Regions from separate parts of the Gossypium hirsutum genome. Here region 1 is linked to region 2. The links are chromatin contacts, called in public Hi-C maps. All regions are on one chromosome and are shown on one strand. Each heading gives the region's core, a stretch centred on a gene start, on an enhancer-like site or on the middle of the called end of the contact. The rest is flanking DNA. Distances are from core to core; before and after follow the strand shown.

Region 1 (6,414 bases), core at 764-3,263, 590 kb after region 2:
GGTTATTTAAATGAGTTGGAAAAAATGTTAGAAAAGGCTTTACCCAATGGAATGTTGAAGGCTAAACCTAATATAGAATCGAGGATTAGGTTACTAAAAAGGGATTGATCAATCGTGTATGACATGCTTAATGGTCAAAATAATAGCGGTTTTGGTTGGGACGAGCATAGGCAGCTCGTTGTTGCTGAAGATGCGGTTTGGAACTCTTATTTAAATGTAAGAATTATTTCAAGTCTTTATTATCTTATTTATTCTCAACTTATAACTAATATGATTTACTCATTTTTATAGAGTCATAAAGAAGCCGGTCAATTCAGACATCGTAGTTTCCCTTACTACGACCAACTTAGAACCATCTACGCACGAGATCGAGCGACTGGTAAAGATGCTCAAACAGCCGCTGATTTTATTGAAGAAATAAATGCTCAAACAACCGATGATGTACCTACTACAGATATTAATGAAGAAAGAAACGAATTCTATGACTGCGAAGCTGATGTCTCTTTGGATGACATGGATGTTTCTGCTACGGAGCCGCAACCAGGTAGAAACTAAGGGGGTTCCTCATCTTCAAAGAAGAAAAAGAAGAATTATGATGCAAGTGAAAATATTTCTTCTTCATTTAATGAGGCTGCCACTTTATTGGCGGAAAACATGCGGGCTATTGGTGAACAAATCAGTAGGAGTATTGCCTCTGATGTGGTAGTTCAAAAGAAGTCAGAAGAATTCCAGATCATCCAAGAGAAAGCTACAAATTTATATTCAACCTTATGTGAAATTGAAGGTTTAACCGTGGATGAGCAGTATCGAGCTTTGAGTAAAATTCCAAATCATCCAACTCAAATGCTAGTTTTCTTTAGTTTACCTTCTGATGCGCGGTTGGAATGGGTCAGAAGATTTCTTTTTGACCATTAAAAATCCATGTTCAAACTTTTTTGATGTTGTAAAACTATATAACATATGGATTATGATATAAAATTTTATTTTCATCTAACCTTTTGTTAATATAAGTTAATTATGTTTATGCAGAATATAATTCTCAAGTTATATTATGATTTTAGTAAATTCATATAAGAATATTTATTATTAAGAATTTTATGAAATTATATATCATTATTAAATTATATTTAATAATAATTATTTTAAATTATACAAATTCATATAAGAAAATTTATTATAAAGAATTTTATGAAATTATATATTATTATTAAATTATATTTAATAATATTTATTTTAAATTATACAAATTCATATAAGAAAATTTATTAGTAAGAGTTTTATGAAATTATATATTATTATTAAATTATATTTAATAATAATTATTTTAAATTATACAAATTCATATAAGAAAATTTATTAGTAATAATTATTTTAAATTTTATTAAATCATATATTTTAATTAAAATATATTTAATAAAAATTATTTCAAATTATATTCTATAGTATCATACATTATGATTTTAGTAAATTCATATAAGAATATTGATTATTAAGAATTTTATTAAATTATATATTTTAATTAAAATATATTTAATAATAATTATTTCAAATTATATTTTATAGTATCATATATTATGATTTTAGTAAATTCATATAAGAATATTGATTATTAAGAATTTTATTAAATTATATATTTTAATTAAAATATATTTAATAATAATTATGTTAAAATATGATTAAATTATTTATTACTGATATTAATAATCTTATTGAAATTTAATAAGAATAATCATTTACCTAAATAAATTTCTGCTAAAGGTATTCTAGTCATTTTAGTTTTTTTCTTATGCTATTACAGATCCATTCCATTCAACTAAATACAAGAATACTATTACGCCTCTATTCTATTTCATTCAACCAAACAAAAAAAATTACCTATTGCGCCTCTATTTCATTACACCTCTAATTTATTCTTGGTTATTCAAGTCAAAAGGTTGACAGGTTGAGATAGGCCGAAAAAGGGACTCGGGTGGGCTTCAAAAACTTACCTGGAATCGAAACAACAAAAGGCGGTGGCCTTATCAAAAGTCATTATTTCCTGTTTGTCATATTGACAAGTTTTCTGTTCTTCAAAAAATAGCTAATGAAGAAGAAGAACCTTCTTAAACCTCTCCAAAATCCTCCATCGAAATGCCCACGGTCACTCCCATCACTGTCTCCACTCATGGACTCACCCCAAACACCAACCCCTTCCCTTTCTCTCTTCCCCACAACACCCCAACCCCATCACCACAAGCAACTATTTTCCTTCCTCAAAGCTCACCTGACCCACCAACCCTTAACCGCCAAAACCCTCCTTCACTTTCTCAAAACTAAGCTTCACCATCACCCCATTTTCACCCACTATGACTTCCAAGTTTTCTCTTGGGCTTCCACCGTTGACTCTTTCCGTCATGATCACTCTACTTACCTGTGGATGGCTCATTCCTTAGCTTCCTCTCACCGTTTCTCCCTGCTTCGTTCTCTCCTTAGTTTTATAGTTGCCAATCCTTGCCCTTGCTCTCCAGGTATCTTCTCTTGCCCTCAGATAGAACCCCTTTTTCGTTTCGTTATCGATGCGTTTTGTAGGTCTAGGAAGTTGAGTGATGCTGTTTTTGCTTTTGAAACCATGAAGAAATTGATCGATGGAAGGCCTAGTGTCGTTATTTATAATGTTATGATTAATGGGTATTTGAAAAGTGGGGATTTTGATAACGCTTTGAGGTTTTATGAGAGGATGGAAAAGGACAGAGTGAAACCAGATGTGTGTACATTTAATACTTTGATTAGTGGTTATTGCAGGAATGGGAAGTTTGAATCAGGATTGAAGTTGTTTAAAGAAATGAAGGAGAAAAGCTGTAGGCCTAATGTGGTTAGTTTTAATACTTTGATTCAAGGGTTTTTCAGAGAAAGGAAGGTTAAGGAAGCTATTGAGATGGCAAACGAGATGACTCAATCAGGGTGCCAATTTTCGACAGCGACTTGTGAGATTTTGGTCAAGGGTTTGTGTAAGGAAGGCCAGGTTCTGGAGGCATCTGACATGATCGTTGATTTCTGTAGGAAGGGACTTTTGCCGAAGGGGTTTGATTGTTGTGGTTTGGTTGAAGAGCTTTGTGGTAAAGGCAATGCTGGTAGAGCATTTGAGGTGGTTAATGAGTTATGGATGAAAGGAGATGTTCCAAGTTCGATTGCGTGTACCACTTTGATTGAAGGTTTAAGGAGATCCCAGAGAAGAGAAGATTCATTTGGATTGATGGAAAAAATGCTTAAAGATGGTATTGTTCCAGATATCCTGACTTTTAATTATCTTATACAAGATCTTTGTGATTTGGGAAGAACAATGGATGCAAATAAATTTAGATTATTGGCTTCAGCAAAGGGTTTAGAACCAGATGAGGTGACTTATAACATTTTGGTGTATGGATATACAAGGGATGGGAGAAGAAAGGAAGGTGAAAACTTGGTGGATGAGATGTTGGATAAAGGATATATACCTGATATTGCTACATATAATAGGTTGATGGATGGACTCTCCAATTCTACAAGTTCCAAATTGGAGAAAGTTAGTGCCATTCATAGGTGAGTACGAGTTGTGAATATTGATATCAGAGCCCAAATTTATCTCAGATTTTCTGGTTTTCTTATCAACGGAGAGGAAGAATTTTTTTCTTTGAAAAGTTTAATTGGCATTTGATTGATTCAGGACCGATGTTATAAGTTGATTTAGAGAAGAAAAGACTGCATTATTTACTTGTAAAAACTAGCATGACAAGCACTGGTAGTTCAAGGAAGAACAAGAGTTTGCAAGCAATGTGCTGTGAAATTCACTTTAGTGCCTGATAAGTGAAGTCAGTTGGTGCAGGCAATCTTCTGCTTCGAACTGCAAGGGGGAATCCGTTGATCAAAAGCAATCTTCCGCTTCCTAATCAGCCTGAAGCTAAACACCAAGCAAAGAAGCTTGGATGGATTCGGATCTTCCTCGAAATTTGACAACAAATCTACTTGAGTCTGAGAGCACAAAATGGGATACTATATGATGTTAGTACTTGGCTATCATGCTTTTTCCCTGCATATGATTGAGTTAACAGCATTTATTTGCTAAGCAACGGACCAAAGGACTGAACACCTGATGCTAGGGCCGCTACAGATCTTCAATTTGATGAATTCCCTAATTGTAAACATTTCTCAGTGTATTTGCAGCACTTCAGTAGGAAGTGGCCCTATTCACCGTCTTACCCACCTCTGGTTTTCTTTTCCTTTTGCTCTATACTCCTTTTATGATGTCTGTATGCATTACTATATTTAGTATTTACTCTGTTTCTTTACCTTTTGAATTATCTTTAGATTATTATGTTCTTTTTTGGTTCATTATGATGTTACTTGGTTCTTCCCACTTGTTTAGCTACTAATCTTCCTACATCACCCTTTCATGGCTGCCATTTCCCATTCTGAAGATTTTGTAAGTTATCTACACACTTACCAGGAATTTTGTTTAGGGGAGATAAAGATAAAATTATAAAATTTTGGGAAGCTAAAATTATTGTGTTAAAAATACTTGAATTAAATTATTTAATTTTTAGACGGGCCAAATTTAGAAATTTTCTATTTAACTAAAGGTTTAAAATGCTTAAATTTAATGTTTTACTTGGTTAAGAGGGTTAATGCCACCACCTGCCATGGATAGGAAATGTTGTTTAATTAAACAGTTTGGTATATAGGCAGACACTATTAGGGGACGAAGAGAACCCGAGAGGTCAAAATAAACAACAAAGTTATCAGTTAAACTCCTAGTTTCATACAAATACTAAGATTGGAACTGCTTCCTTTTCTAGCAAGAGCATCCGCAGAACGGATAAATATGGAGCAGACGACTCCACTAGAAGCTACTGAATCATGAAAGAGAATCAAGCAAGTCATTTTTATGATCATGATTTTTTATGTTCACAAAAAGATAGGAGAAATGTGCAAGCTTTTAGCAAGTTGGAGCGCATCCCTAAGACCTTATAACTTGACTGTGATTCCGATAAATCTATGAGAACCGGCAATCCAATGAACATTATGATCCCTAATGATAGTTCTCGAGCCAACAGAGCCAGGGTTGCCAAGCGAGGATCAGTCATAGTTGAGCTTGAGCCAACCCAAGGGGGAGGGGAGGAGACCATTTGACATGAATAAGTCTTGGAGGCCCTTTGATTTTAAAATGAAGTGAGAAAGTAGAGAACTCTCCTTAACATCATAAGGTTTATTGAAGATGATAGCATTCTTAGTCATCTAAATGGTACGAAGGAGAAAGGCAAACAAAATTGCCCCAAGGGATATGGTGGTGTTTCAAAAAAGGTTTTCTTTAATCCAAGTGTCATAAGGAGCATTCCAACAGGATCTTGAGAGATGAGGGATAGGGAGAAGCTTCCACAAGTTGTAGATCATAGTGCACTCTTTTAGGAGATGACTGGCAGTTTCCTGATTGGAGTTGCAGAACGAACGCTCAATACTAACGCTCATTCCTCTCGAAAAGAGCAAGGAAAGAGTTGCAAGATAATTTCCAAAGAAAGAAAATTTAGGTGGAAGGTTGATCCAATTGCAATGATGGATATTGAAAGCAGATTTTAGGGTGAAAACACCATTAGAAGTGCAATTCCAGCGAATGGAGTCTTTCGTATTGCCATAAAGAGAGCAATGTAGAAGGACAAAGGAGGATCTGAAATGTCATTGACATCTACTCTTTTCATAATGGCTCCATTTTGTATGCTCTAACACTTTTTTTTTTAAGTAATCAAAGCCCCTCAAGTTTGATAACAAATAAAAAAACTCTTATGAACTTGATGCTAGCTAAGCTCTCGTTAGCTTTAAGTTTAATTTTTAAAAAAATTGTTATCTATTTGTTTTTATCTTCTCTTTTACATCTTGTTTATTTTTAATAATTTTATGCATTAAATATTTAAATTTTAATTTAATATAATATTAACTTTGTGATGATTTTTTTCTTTTATATTTTAATCAAATTCTTTCCTAATTTTACATTGAGGGGCTCGTGGAGTTCCTATATTCACTCCTTTTCCTTCTTATTGTTGCTGGATAACTTGTTTGTACACATCTTCTCTCTTTTTCTCGAGTCTATAGTAAATTATAGACAGAATTCAAAAAGGTCAAATCTTTGATGATTCCATCATACATGATTGACTTGCAGGGCTCTTGCAAGGAGTCTAGATCTATTTTCCAAGCTTGGGCCAGACCCAAAAAATGGGTTTATTTTTTTCCTAAGCCTTGCTGAAATTAAGAAAAGTAAACTCAGACCTGGTTTGCCTATATTTGATTTTTTTAGATTAGTTTTTTATTTAAAATTTTTTTTAAAAAATATGAAACACTAAATGCACTAAAAACACTAAAATAAATGTTTTCTAACATATTAATTTATATTAAAGAACACTAAGGCCT
Region 2 (6,735 bases), core at 3,343-5,842:
TCCATCACACCATATAGACTCGTAGAGTCAAACATGTTCTAGAAGTGAAGCGTATAGCTAACACTCTCCTTATTTCCCCTCGCATGTCCCGTTGAATGAAGCTTAGCTCACATTCCCTTATCCCTCCAAATATGTCCTAAGGCCTCAATTCCCAAAATCACTATACATATAGGTGAGTACCCACAATCCTATGACATGCCAACTGTATCCAATAGTTTCAGAAATCACAAGGTCAAAATATCTAATTTAACACATATTACTTACTGATTATCCGAGCACTATCATTGCATGTTAGCATCTTTTGTAAAGCACTATCACTTTCATATAACATATATATATATCATGTATACATTTTCACTTCTCATAACAATGATTATATCCACATATTGCATATTTGAGATTCTCATCACTATATTACTCAAAAATAGACCCCATCTCAGAGGAGGTTCTAAATAGAAAAGAACCAAACACACTACTTCATATTTCCTTTAGACGATTTCGTTTTGATTGGAGTGTCAGACTCCTATTTGGCTTCTGCCTTACTTTAATGGGGGATTAATTGTTGATCGATTGTTACCTGATTAGCTTATGACCGTTCAACCAATTCTGATGGATTCTAAATGGTTTATCATCCTTACATATTTTTATTTCCCTTGCACATATCACATTTTGTTCCCTTTTTCCTCTTACTTCTTATCATGAATATACTTTTTAGTTTCATCCTAGATCGTAAACATGCCATAGCTCTAGCGGATAAACTGGCATTCTACTCATAAGTTCTTGTAGAGAAGAGCTATACTGCACTAGCGGTCTTAACCTTGTTTTATCCTTTCTATTTTTATGCTACACTCTGGTTAAAATGTTAATTAGGTTACTCCCTTGTAAACCGCACTAATTACGATGCCTTGCCTTTAAGGCGCATCAAATCTATTTGCATTAGAATGTTTTAGCTTACAGTTTCTAGTAGACTATCAATCATCCGAGTTCACAATACTCCTTATATGAAGGTTCCTTATGGAACTAACCATATATCAAATACTCCCACATTAGGTTTTCCTAAAAAAAGAATAGTTTTGACAGACATATCTGCCACTTGGATTAACCTTCATATTACCTTTTCCTGCCAATGGGCTCTAACTGGCCCCTCATTATCAAATAGACTACCCGGGGTACTTATGATTGAACTTCTAACATACAGAGTTCCGCTCAACACTATCTGGCGGTACTTAATGACAAATCATTATCTATGATCCTCGAATAAATCTTTTTTCATTTGCATATACTCCAGGCACTCGGGGCATGTCCTTTCTATGTCTTAATCTAGTTGGGTTACCACCCACATTCCCTACGACTTCTTTGATTACTGTTTTAGTGGATTGTTTCCTTTTCTACTTCTTTAGCCTTATTCGATAGATTCCTCAACAATCCGCTGGCTAATTATCTTTTTTTCCAACGCTTTACATTTTTCTTCCAACCTTTTTTTCCTAGATTGCGTGATTTCCCACGATCTCTATCTTGGAGATCCACCCTATGTTTACTATCTCGACAGGCTACCATACTCTGCCATAATCGAGATGTGGTCTTTCACAACCTAACCCCATGTTTAATGTCCTAGTAGACTACTCCGTATTTAATGTCCCAACAAACTACCCCGTATTTAATGTCCCGACGGACTCCAAATATTGTCATAGCCGAGCTATGGTCTTACACTATATACCTTATGTTTCACGTCCTGGTCGACTACCCCATATTTAATGTCTTAGCAAATTTCCCTGTGATTAATGTCTCAACGAACTCCAAATGCTGCCATAGTTGAGCTACGGTCTTACAAAATATACCCTATGTTTAACGTTCTAGCGAACTACCCCGTATTTAATGTCTCAATGGACCATCCCATGTTTAATTTCCCGACAAACTCTAAATGCTGCCATAGTCGAACTATACTTTTACACCTTAAACCACTTTGAGGTATCGCCCCGAAAGACTTTACTGCCGTCGCTGTGTCACCTCATAGAGCCTACTGGTCACCATCACGTAACTGTTGTCACGGTGTTGCTCTAGTGCGCCAGTTGGTAACATTCTGTTTCATATTTAACCTTGATGCTTGAACACCGTAGTGTCCCATTCACAAGGCTCAGAGCTTCGCATATCACAGTTTGCACCTAACAACACCGTATAGCAAAATCTTAATAGAATTCGATTTGTCTATTCATCTACCCAATCCTCCATTTTATCATTTCTAACCTTGATGCTCGAATATCGTAGTGTCCCTATGCAAAGCTTGGATCTTCGTAAATCACAGTTTGCACCAAGCAATATCGTATGACAGTATACAAAAACACCATTTCCTAAATCCTAACTTCATCTAACCCATCAATACCTTTCCCTCTGAAGTCCATAATTTATAAGCATACAGACACAGACATATGATCACATAAACATAATAACATGGAGCACGGAAACTTAGATATGAATTTCCACAACCATTCTATGCATTTCGACACAAATGCAAACACTCAATTACCTACTCAACCTTGCACATACGTAGCATTCTCAAACAACAAAGATCACACATCATCATAGGACTTATCCTAGACTCAACACAGATTCATGCCAGTCATGCAACATCCAAATATGGAGTATATAAACTAAACATATGTTTCCTTACCTCATATGCTTAACTTTTCTGTATGTCAGAGCTTCCATTCTCCTAGAAGCTAATCATTATAAACAAAAATCGTGAGTGAAATGAGTTTTCCAAAAACATACAGAACCCTTAAAAAGGTTCTAAAATTTCTTAACTTTATTTTCTAAACCTCACGTACACCAAAAGACTTAAAACCTTACCAACTCACTAGATTCTCTACTTTTCTAACTCAAATCTCATGATCATCGTTCCATGCAGAACTTCTTATAACTATCTCTTCTTCAGATCAACCAAGGAAGAAGATGAAGAAGAGAAGAAGGTGAAATAGATTTCAGAAGAATTCTCCCTAGGAAGTCATTTTCCCAACAATTATCGCCCTTCACGCTCGATTATCAACCCTATAAAAACCATTCGTTGGTAATCTTTTTGTCTCCCACTAAGGAAGCAACTAGTTTTAATCCAACCGAACCAGAATTGGATCTTAACCATGTCTAGTTCAGTCACTAAATTTTCCTGACTTTTCAGTAAAGGCCACTAGCTTATGACTCCTTTCAATTTAACCTCTATTTGTTCCTAACTTTTGGACTTAAAGGAAATCGAGTTTGACAATGTCTCTATCTTCTGTGAGTCGTCCGCTATGATGCCCAAGATAAGGCATTTTCCCAATTAGACTTGATAGATGAGATATTAGTCTTTTAATTTGTTTGCTCATTTTCGATTAGGCTAAGGACGTATTTAGGTTCGTCTACTAATAAAATTTATCTTTTCGTATTAAGATCTGACCAAGCAATACTGATTAGTATTGGTTAAACATTAGACAACTAATGAGCAACATTTGCTTTCATTTTGCATTTTGCTTTGCGTGTAAAAACCATTTGAGGATAATAATACAAAGTATATTAATTGTAATCAATGAATTTATTTTATTAACCAATCTATTCGAAAAAATTACAAGTTTACATTTTGCTATTCCATTGGGTTAATAAAATAAATTCATTGATTACAATTAAAATAAACTAAATCAATGAATTGTAATCAAAGTTTCTTTGGCTTTTACATTTTGCTATTCCATTGGGTTACTTTATGTCACTCTTTTTGGATATTATTTGGAGACATTTATTGATTGTATTGTGAGGTATTTGGGAGAGTAATTTGTAACAATTTGATTCATTGTTGGGGCTGCAAATGTCTATTGCTGTAAGGTGGTTTTTTGGCTTTAGCCAATAAGTGATTTGGTTGGATTGTTGAATAAGAATCATTCTCTGAGCAAGGCTCGATAGAGTAGGATTGGTGAATTTAAATTTTATTAAAAAATATTATTTGTTGGTTTCTTTCCTTATTTGCTCCTTGGTTTGCTTTGTCATTAATTTAATTTGTCTAATTATGTTCCAACTGTAATTAGAATGAAATTGTTTTTCAAGTGCAAACTGAAGACTTTTTCATTTGTCAATTAGAAAACCAAAAGAGAAAGAAGCCAAAGAAGAGAGAACAAAAAAATAACAACAAAGTATTTTGAGATAATTATAGAGAGGTCCCTAGCTTTAGTAAAAAGTACAAATACAATGTCATGTGTCAGTCATTATATTAATTATAGAGAGGTCCCTAGCTTTAGTAAAAAATAACAATCCGTCACTAGATTAACAAAACTTTTAACGATGGGGACTAATTTAGACAATTATATTAATTAGAATGACTAAATTAAGAAAATATTAAAGTAATCGAAATAAGACAAACCCTATTTTAAAGTGACTATGGGTGCAACTTACCTATTATTTTGCTTGTGAAATGGTTCAAGCCGAATTGGAGAATATACAAAATGGAATACGCAACAGCTTTCTTGGGTGTTTATCAATGGTTCAAGTTGTACAATTGAAGACACCATTAGGCCTACATAAAAAGGTGGCCCAATCATAGGCCCATACATTTTAAAAGGAAACTATTACGCATTAGCATTTTTCCTAGAGTTTTGTCAAAGGTCTACAAGGGCGGCTTGTTCCCTTTCCGCACGCCACGAGGCACACCACATAGATAATAAAATATAAGACAAAAACCAACCCACCAACACTTCTTTTAAAAAGTAATAAATAAATAAATTGCAAAATGAGTAATTAATCAAGCCGATAAAATATGGGTTCGTAATTGGTTCATTTAATTTCATTCAATTCTATGTTAAATTTATGGTTAAAATATGTTACAAGTCTTTGTATTTTTTAAAATCTAAAAATTTAGACATTGTACTTATATTTTATAAAATTTAGTTTCTTTAATTTTCAGATTTTAAAATTTAGGTCTAATTGTTAACACTATTAAATTTTTTTATTAAATCTGTTACTGTGATATTTTTCAAATAAAAAAGATATTTATTTGGTAGTCATGTAATTAAAAAAATGACTTTGTAATTAATTTGAATTTAACAAAAAAGTTAACAATATTAACAGTTGTACTTGAATTTAGAAATCTAAAATACAGAAAGACTAAATTTCATAAAATAGAAGTATAAAAACTAATTTTTAATTTTTAAAAATTACAAAAACTTATGAGACATTTTAACCTAAATCTATTGAAAAACTTATTTATCCGATTCTTTTATATTTACGCAAGACTTTGGTTATTTCAATTTAGTAAGTCTTCTTCACTTTCCCACTCTTTTTGATGAAATGAATTTTGGCAGTGGGAATTGGGAAATCATTTCCAAATCCAGCGCACTCCTCACTTTATATTCATAAATCATGGGAAATTTTTTATATTCATAAATTATTCAATTTTTTTAATATTAAATTTCCAAACATTCATTAAAATAATATATTGTTTAGTAACTTAGAGATTTTATTAAATATGATGTTATTCAATTTTGTTACTTTTAAACTTGTTTTTTTTTCAAATTTTTCGTGTTTCTTCACATATAAGTTACTCTTTTCTATAATAGTCCCATTTTGTTTATCAAGATTTTACCTGATATAGAAATATAGCTATTATACATCTATAATAACACATTGTTATACAAAGATAATTGTTCTAAATCTACCATAGAATTCATATAATTATTTTCATTAAATAAATAAAGTGAGAATTATGTTGGAAAAAGAAAGAAAGTGAGAATAAAATCAACAAAATTAAACGGTGTATAACGTGTCATGCATTATTACCTTTATGCATATTTTATTTTACACTTGTTTTCATGATTAATTATAAAGTTCATAAATCTAAAATGTTCAACTAATCAATATAAGTTATCAAATTAAATTGATTAATTTATTATAAGTTATTAAATTCAAGTTGTCACATTAGGATTCCTAAGGTCTTAAGTAGCAAAAGAGTTTGACATGCTAAATTGAAAAGTTCTCTAATCTAGCGGGTTCTTTTTGCAAATAAGAACAAGTAGTAGGCCGGTTGAGGAAAAGTTGGATTTCAACCATAATCCAGTTGGTTATGAACTAGAAATTACTTAGTGGGAGACATGATAATTAAAAGGTTGTACACTTGGGTATTGAAATAGAGACTGGTGAAGGAAGTAAGGGAGTACCATATAAGGGAGATATGCTATCCTCTGGGATCGTCTTTTTCTTTCTTTGATCTTTCTTCACCATCTTCAATGGTTAGGGTTGCAAGGAAGAAATATGAAAGAGCAGTCCGCATGGAGGAAATAAGCTAAGGATTGTGCACAAATAACTGATGATTTATCGAGCTGGTAAGTTTCCTAATCTTTCTGTATGCACGAATTTAAGGAAAAGGAAGAAAGGTAAAGATGGCAATTAACTGTCGAATTTGTTTTGTTCTGATTTGGAATTTTGAATAGTTGCTTAAATGGTTTATGCATGCAAGTAAAGTATGACTCTTTTGATGATTAGAGAATCTGAATTTGGTTGTTATGTTGTATTGACTATAGAGGCTCATGTAGCAAGGGAAAAAGGCTTAGAAGATGGATTTGGCGGCAACTCCCAAGTGAGTTCTCAGACTCAGATCTTAAATGGATGTATTTTATGTTACTCATATACTGAATATGATGAACTAGTATTTTACCAATGGTGAACCAACTCGTGGCGAAGTGTTGATGTCTTGTGTGTGCATGTGGTATTGAATGCAAATAC

The links. Hi-C and Micro-C count contacts between places; a contact is called where the count stands out from the background.
Region 1: a contact with region 2 is called in a Hi-C map of leaf, with 2.2 times the contacts expected there. The contact joins the promoter of LOC107899234 here to the enhancer-like site in region 2. A contact is called at or near these places in 2 of 34 Hi-C or Micro-C datasets (both in leaf).

Annotation. Positions count from the first base shown.
Region 1 is chrD04:35,977,503-35,983,916 of Gossypium_hirsutum_v2.1, forward strand. It overlaps LOC107899234 (pentatricopeptide repeat-containing protein At2g36240), which reads left to right and starts at 2,014. Exons shown (of 1, transcript XM_016824884.2): 1 at 2,014-4,347. The coding sequence starts at 2,084. The coding sequence ends at 3,562. LOC107899236 reads left to right here. Exons shown (of 3, transcript XM_016824887.2): 2 at 1-216; 3 at 292-1,034. The coding sequence starts at 124. The coding sequence ends at 555.
Region 2 is chrD04:35,380,214-35,386,948 of Gossypium_hirsutum_v2.1, forward strand. No RefSeq gene overlaps it. Among protein-coding and RNA genes, the nearest start is that of LOC107899244, 7.5 kb to the left of the region's middle. Within about 2 kb of position 4,593, at least 2 of the 9 cell types and tissues checked have an H3K27ac peak or open chromatin away from gene starts, as enhancers often do. A contact at or near this core is called in leaf, where this site is marked.